Linked DNA regions of Gossypium hirsutum: region 1 is linked to region 2. Evidence: chromatin contacts called from public Hi-C data. All regions are on one chromosome and are shown on one strand. The core of a region is the stretch at or near the end of the contact, and the rest is flanking DNA. Distances in the headings are between cores, read along the strand shown. Region 1 has its middle 25 kb from the start of LOC107901161. Region 2 holds the start of LOC107901163 (probable glutamate carboxypeptidase LAMP1).

The links. Hi-C and Micro-C count contacts between places; a contact is called where the count stands out from the background.
Region 1: a Hi-C map of leaf shows a contact between it and region 2, with 1.7 times the contacts expected there. The contact joins the enhancer-like site here to the promoter of LOC107901163 in region 2. A contact is called at or near these places in 12 of 34 Hi-C or Micro-C datasets (callus, cotyledon, fibers and 3 more).

Annotation. Positions count from the first base shown.
Region 1 is chrD06:12,373,839-12,377,541 of Gossypium_hirsutum_v2.1, reverse strand. No RefSeq gene overlaps it. Among protein-coding and RNA genes, the nearest start is that of LOC107901161, 25 kb to the left of the region's middle. Within about 2 kb of position 1,476, at least 9 of the 9 cell types and tissues checked have an H3K27ac peak or open chromatin away from gene starts, as enhancers often do. A contact at or near this core is called in cotyledon, fibers, hypocotyl and 1 more, where this site is marked.
Region 2 is chrD06:12,330,067-12,333,942 of Gossypium_hirsutum_v2.1, reverse strand. LOC107901163 (probable glutamate carboxypeptidase LAMP1) reads right to left here and starts at 2,289. Exons shown (of 12, transcript XM_016827057.2): 1 at 953-2,289; 2 at 784-851; 3 at 503-584; 4 at 302-394; 5 at 64-216. The coding sequence starts at 1,900.

The sequences.
Region 1 (3,703 bases), core at 227-2,726, 44 kb before region 2:
TTGTGGCCAATACATGCATGTTAAAGAGTTTTGTCGAGCTGCTAGAAGGGTTGAGATAGTGGATCCACCGAAAAATGTTAACATCCATAAAAATGATAGTACTAACCCGATCGAGCCTGAGATGTTCGGACCATGTATATTGAAACAAATGTCAAGAAATTGATGTCTATCCCAAAAGACGCACAAGGGAGTAATTTGGACAGATCTCAATTTTCAATATTGGAGAAAAACTAGGAGATGCTAGGTATTGTGGTGATAGTTGAGGATTCACAGGCTGTTTAATCTGGAGATAAGGTTGAGGCTGTTTCAAAACATTTATTGTATTCATTATTAGTAAAAAATAATAGTATGAGGATTTATGCTTGAATGATGAAGGTGCTCTAGAAGTAGCCGATGAGGGTGTGGTTGAAATGGCCCACTCTCTTTATTTTATAATTGGTTGGACATCCAAAGTTTTATGGTAGAATTATGAGCAGCAGGCAAAAACAGAATCGTTTAGAACTTTAACAATATCAAAATTTGAAACTCAAATATTTATATACTTCGCCAAATAATTTGTAAGAGCCCATTTTTGCCCGATCCAATAAACTAAATGAAAACCCAAAAATAATAATAAATAATAATACAGTCCAATTACAAAAAAAAACATGTCCAGTTTATTACAACGGAGCCCAAATCTTTTTTAACCCAAACCTAAACCTGATCCTAAGCCCAACACACCCGATTCCAGCCCAATAGCCAAAACCAGCCCAGATTTTTACAGAAACCCTAAACAGATTCAGAAATCACAGGCACCGCAGCAATGGGATCCAGGCCTTCGCACGTGCATCACCGCTACGTGCCACGTCTCCATGCGCTGCGTCGAGCCGCGCCACGTCACCGTACGACCTCCGTACACCTGCAACACACAAAGAGCGCAAGCAGCAACCATGCACAAAAAAACAGCAGCAAAACGCAGAAAAAGGCCAGAGGATAACAAAAAAAAAATAGAGGGATTTCTTTTGTATTTCCGGCTATAAAAGCGATCAAGATTTGTAAAAAGGAACCTTTTTTTTTTACACAACGCATACTGTATCGAAAATCAAAAAAGAAATAAAAATCGAAAGAAGGTGACTCCTTCTTCTTTTCCTTCTAATTTTTCTTTGCTTTTTTTCTCTGTTCTTCTATTTTGTTATGGTATATAGATGTATATATAAGAAAAGGGGTTAAAGGAGGAGCAGCATACCTGGCTTTGCCCACTCCGTCGCAATCGGAGATCGGGCGAAGATCGGCCTGGTCGTTGGCGGCGTTCAAAGGGGTTAAGGTTGAAACCCTAGCAGAACTCTCCTTTTTTTGTTTTTTTTTAAGAACTGAAGTAGAAATGATTTTAAGGAAAAAGTTTTGTTTTAAATAACGAAAAGGAAACGACGCCGTTTCACGGCATAGATCCGCGCGGTGACCCGACCCGGGAAAGGATCCGCGCGTCCAGCCTTTATGGTCTATTTGCGTGGCGAGTCCCTCTGGTTTTGTGGAGTCTCGATTTGATTTTCTTCAATTCTTTGAATTTGTATCGCATATTTTTTTTGTTTTCACTTGGATCCAATTTTAAACGGCGCCGTTTTCAGTGTTAAGATCTGCTTATTTATTTTTTGCGTTTAATTGCTAATTTAGTCCCGTAACATTAAGTCAGATTTCAATTTAGTGCATGTTGGTCTTTCTTTTTTAATTTTTATATTAGATTTTAAATATATTTAATCCTATTTTGACATATATATCAAAATTTAGTATTATTTTAATATTTAGCTTTTGATAGTTTTTTTATTTCATTATTATCATATAACAAGTTAATATTTTGTATTATTGATCATATCTTTTAAATTCACCGTGCAATAGTTTTATTATTATTTTTGTTATATGTTTTAGGAAAATGTTAATATTTAATTTATTATTCATTAATACACATTTTTGAAGATTTGATATAATTTATATGTATATTATGTTTTATCTTTGTTTAAAAGTTTATCTTTTTAGTATATTATATATCAAATATTTACATAATAATATTTTTTACATATAACACAATTCTTCATATACATGTGAATTATTAATTATTTTAAAAAATGTGTTAACGTTATGATATTAGATATTATTAAGATTATGGATTTCAAGAATTTTTAATATGTTTATGTAGATATTTTAAATCGATTTTATTTATATGTAATTCATTAAAAAAACTTATGTATGAAATTTTATATATATGTATGGTATATTTGTATGATTATGTTGTATACTACTTTTATGAAATTAATAAATGTATATTAGTTGTTACGAATTCGTTTCAAAATATTGTTCTATAATGCTATGATCATTTCATGCCAAGTTTATTGTAAATTCATGTATAATGTGAGTAAAATTGTTGTTACTTCATTTGTATTTATTTATTGCTTATTCGGCTACTTCTTAGTCTAAGTTTGAATTATCATTGATCTTTTACATTACATGCTTCTCTTAAAATTTTTACTTTTCTCATTCTATTTCATATTAAAAAAGCCTAGTGTTCATAATTTTCGAAAGAATTGTGCCCTAATTTACAGGGTTCCAATTTTTCTCGATGAATTTAGTTAGCCAAGTGCTTATTTTATTAAAACCGTCCAATTTTAAAACGAAGCATCTAGGATTTCAGAATGTTGGATCCTAACTTACTAAATGTGACATTCTGTTATCCCGATTTTAAAATAAAGGCAATGTTTGATGTTTAGGAATTTCGAGAAATTGAACCCTAACTCACTGGATTTTGATTTCTCATTAGACTTAAATGACCAAATAACCTTCTCAAAATACATGGATTATAAAAAAGACATATTTAATTTCAAAGATCGAATAGTTGCACCCTAACTCACTGAGTGTAGCAATTTATTTCTTCAAAATGAGTCCGTCTATTATTCAATTTGGTTTATTCAAATTTAAACTTCAAAGATCATATTTTAAAATCATTTCAAATTCTCGACACTAAGACATTAAATAATCAATTCGGTACCAATTTTGGGCGTCACGAGGGTGCTAACCCTTCCTCGTGCGTAACCGACTCCCGAACCTATTTTTTTAAAATTTGCAGACCTAAAATTATTTTCAAGGTGATCCGATCACACCACAATAAAAGATCGGTGGCGACTCCCATTTTATTTTAAAATCGATCCCCTTTTTTTTTCAATTTAAAAAATGTCTAAACATAATTCATACTTAAAATTTTAATTATGCTTGAAGAAGTTTTCTTAATTATCTAATTAACCAAAATTTTATTTAATTGTAAAATCCAATTTAAGATCACTTTACATTGTAATAACATGCTTTTTTTTTTCTCACTAGAATTTATTTCTAAAATATTAAAATTTATTTATAAAAAATATAAATGATTATCCGGATGCAAATGAATTAAATAAAAAAATTTAATATTAAATAAATATAAATTACCAACTTTAAATTAACTTATTTTTTTTTAACAGTGTGGCGTGATCGGTAAAATAGGACGTGATTAGCGAGGCTCGATCTTAATGCACAGTTTGTGTTTTTGTTTTTTAGAATATTGAACAGACTAGGAATTGCGATTATTGCTTCGGGTTAATGCCAAGCATATGGTTTCGTGGACAACCATACCTTTTTTAATTATCAAGCAATCTATTCATTTTCACATTTTATATGATTCCTCAAACATGTTGTGTTTCTA
Region 2 (3,876 bases), core at 1,040-3,539:
ATTTAGACTCGGCTACTATTGCTATTGTCCTTATATTGGTTTGGTTTAGCAGTTTTCAGATACCTGTTGTGCAGCTTGTTTGAGCAGATCATCAAGTTGTGGAGTTCCAGAAGCATGAAATCCTGCTCCAGATACCGCGCAGTCAACATTTAAGTATGCAACCGCCCTTGAAGCCAACAAGTCTCTGTTTTCTTCTACCCATTCTGTCGATCCTGTCTGGAAGTACTAGTCTGCTTATATTTCAGTTCAGAAAGAGGCAATAAAGACAGATGCATACGAGAGATAACCAGGCAAGACAGACCAAGCCATACTCCTCAGCATCCCAATTGCACAAAATAATTGTTCGTCGTGGTTTCCAACCACTTCTTTGTAGTTTCTGGAGTCTTTGTGCAACCTGCATGATGGGGAATTCAGCTGAAATGCACAATTTGTCCCGAGGGTGAAATCTCTGCTTTTAGCTTTGCCAAGTAGAAAGTGTGGGATGTAATGGGATTATAATCACCTCTAGCAGTGCTGCAGTACCACTGTTGGGATCAACAGCTCCAAATGTCCATGCATCACGATGATTGCCCAGAATGACGAACCTAGCAATAGGATATCATTATAAAACAAGTGCTCTTAATTATTCCAAAGTCTTCTTATCATTGGCTAGTCATAGTGTTTGCTTAGTCGATTGCTATATTCATTGGTGAATTAGGTTAAGTCCTAATAATAATAGTGAATATCCAACACAAATGTGAGTAATTCATATGCAGCAATGTCCATATATGTTTCTGAATTTACCGATCAGGCTCCTCCACTCCTTCAATAACACCCATGACGTTTTGAATTGTTGCTATGACTTGTTTCCCCTGAAAATCTCATTCAAGCAAACCAACCCATTATTGACCATTTAAGTTGTGGTTCATTTTGACAGGTTGACCTATCCGAATTCAAGTTCATCAATGCTTACATTGTACTCGAGATTCACAACTCCTGGTCCTGGTCCAACTCTGTAAGTTGGGGCATCTATGCTTCCCTGCCAATTATCTTTTGCAATTTGTCCACCAATTAACCTCAAGATTGTTTCACCATCCGCACCTGATATCGGCATCGATGGTATTAAAGGAACATCTCCACTGCTCTCCACCTCCTCAATTGACACCCTCTCACACCCTTCACTGCTAGCCCATCCAGGCGTAGTGGGGTCACCAGACCCATTATAGACTGTTCCCACCTGAATACCACTCGGCGGCATCCATTTGTCATCGGGAAACCACTTTGCATCACCTCCCCCACCTCCATAATCTTTCCTATCAGTATACACCAGTGCCCCAATAGCACCAGCTTCAAACGCATTCATCACAATGTCTCCCCTATAAATCTCTCCGTATCTCGCCAAAACCACAGTACCAGTAACGTTCACTCCCATTTCTTTCAATGTCCCGTAGTCCTCCACCCGCCCATAGTTCACATAAACCACTGGCCCGACAACCGAACCAGACTTGGCATATGCGTGGTTAGTAGGCAGCACTTCATCAGCCACATCTGCATAGGGATCACCCTCGTATATTTCCTGCTTGAGATCAAAAGTTATAGGCGGTTCTGAAGGAGAAGGTGTCAGAGTCAAGGAACGTGAATATGGGTAGGTTAATAAAACATCATAGGAGACGATATGTGCCTTGATGTTGCAGGCGGAGAGTGTTGAAAGAACATAGGATGCAGCCTCAGCGTTGGCTTGGGAGCCTGCAACATGTGGGCGGCGGGTGAGGGTGCGGAGGTGGTGAGATATGGAGGCATTATCGGACAGGGAACTGGATATAAACAGCGAGTGATAATATGATTTTGGAGGGGGAGAAAAGAGGAGAATAAAGAAAGAGGTGGCTATGGCTAGGAACGTGGCTCCGGTGGTTTTCAACATGGAAGCTTAATCGGTCTTCAATGCCTAATTCGTTTTGACTGTTGAGGTTCTATTTGGTTTTGCAATGATGGGTTGAGGAAGAAAATAGATTTAAACTACTAGATAATGATTGAATGAATGAAAATTGACATATATATGTATATATATTTATGATTTGCTGCTAACGAAGGATGATAAAATGGCAATGTTTTAGTAGCAGTGTTGGAAATTTCATATCGATATCCCTTTGTTTTTCTTGGTTTAATCTTTGGATTCTTAATTTTTGTTTTGTTGTTATGATTGGGAATGTAAGCCTAACCGTTTGATGATTCCAAACCCCATCCATTACAAAATACAAACATTGAGGTAGAAACTCTAACTCATTTGAGTTGGATTGTTTCTTCTTATCTTTCCCTAAGAGTAGCTAAGCTTGTATCCACTGATGTAGTAACGTCAACTACCAAAGGCAACTTGACATTTAGTTCATGGCAATTTTATTGATTAAATTAAGGGCTGTCTGAAAGTAGAAAGGGTAGTGTGGGTTTGGAACATTAGAACTCTTGGAAATTTGTACAGATATGATCACGGGCTTAGAGGAAGATGTCCCCTTTGGCTGCCCTTTTCCAGTTTTACAATTTACACTCAAAAAGCTTCTTTCTTTCACTCAATTTCTCTCTATATCCTCCCTCCCTGTTTTATTTTTTGAGTCAACGGGATAACTACTAATATTTTTTTTTTGGCTTCAATTCAAGAAACATGGGAGGTGGTCCTTCTGCCACGTGTCCTCCACCCTCAAATTGAATTCCAGAAATTCATCTCTATCCACTTCCAATGCTCTTTGACTTGTATGTTTGCTGGGCCTTTATATATATTATGTTTATTTTGGGCCTGCATCTGAATGCTCATTACTCATTTACCTTCTCTAACTTTAAAACTTAAATATCCATACTATTATTTAAATCTTTAATTAAATAAATATCACGAGTTAACTAGGCATCATCTCGATTTTAAAAATTAAAAAAATTATTTTTCATAATTAAAATAAATTATATTATTTAAGGATATTTTACGTTGAAAAAATTCAGTTTAGAAAATAATTTTGTTGCATGACAGAAAATTAATTTTTTTTCTAAAACCGAACTATTATGTTATTTATAGCAATAAACCCTTCACTAAATTTATACTTATATTTTGGGACAGGTGGTAAAGGAAGTTCCCAGCTTTCAACCAACGTGATCTTTTCCACTATTCTCACACCTACGCTTGCTTACAATGTAGGCTTTAATCACGAACCGATAAATACAATGAAAAATTTATTGATGCTAAAAGTCACTCTCTCAAGATTTAAAATTTATTTAGAGGAATAAATCTCACTAAATTTTGATAAAGTGTCAAAGCTTAATGTGGTGTGTCTTTTGACCTTGCCATTGGTCTCTATTTATAGAGGAAATCACAAGAATCTTAGTTGAACAAAAAAAAAACAAAACATTTTAATAGAAAAATACACCTACCCCTATTGAGAAAGACTGTGGGTGGCAACACCCTTGTTCCACCTATGGGATCTAGGGTTGCCGCTCATCATGTTACAATATGGGATTTTGGGCTCATATTGTATATTAGGTATAATTATATGTATTATCTAGTTTTTAAACCAACTCAATAATTTAATCAACCTAATAAACAAATTTCTATTCCCAACATATTATTTGTGTAAATAAATAAATTTAATTTATTTCCTAATTCAATTATTTTCTCAACCCAATTCTAACTTCATTAAAGTTATGATAACTTTTTTTGGGGTCGCAACGAAGGTATCCACTGACGGCACCATACCAAACCTCATGGTTAAATCATGACAACTTTACCATACTAGAATCTATGGCTAAATAAATTTAATTAACTTATTCAATAAAATTGTGATAACTAATTAATTTAATTTTCACTTTGAAATTTAATTATTTAATTACATTCAATTAAATAATAAATAATAATTCAAA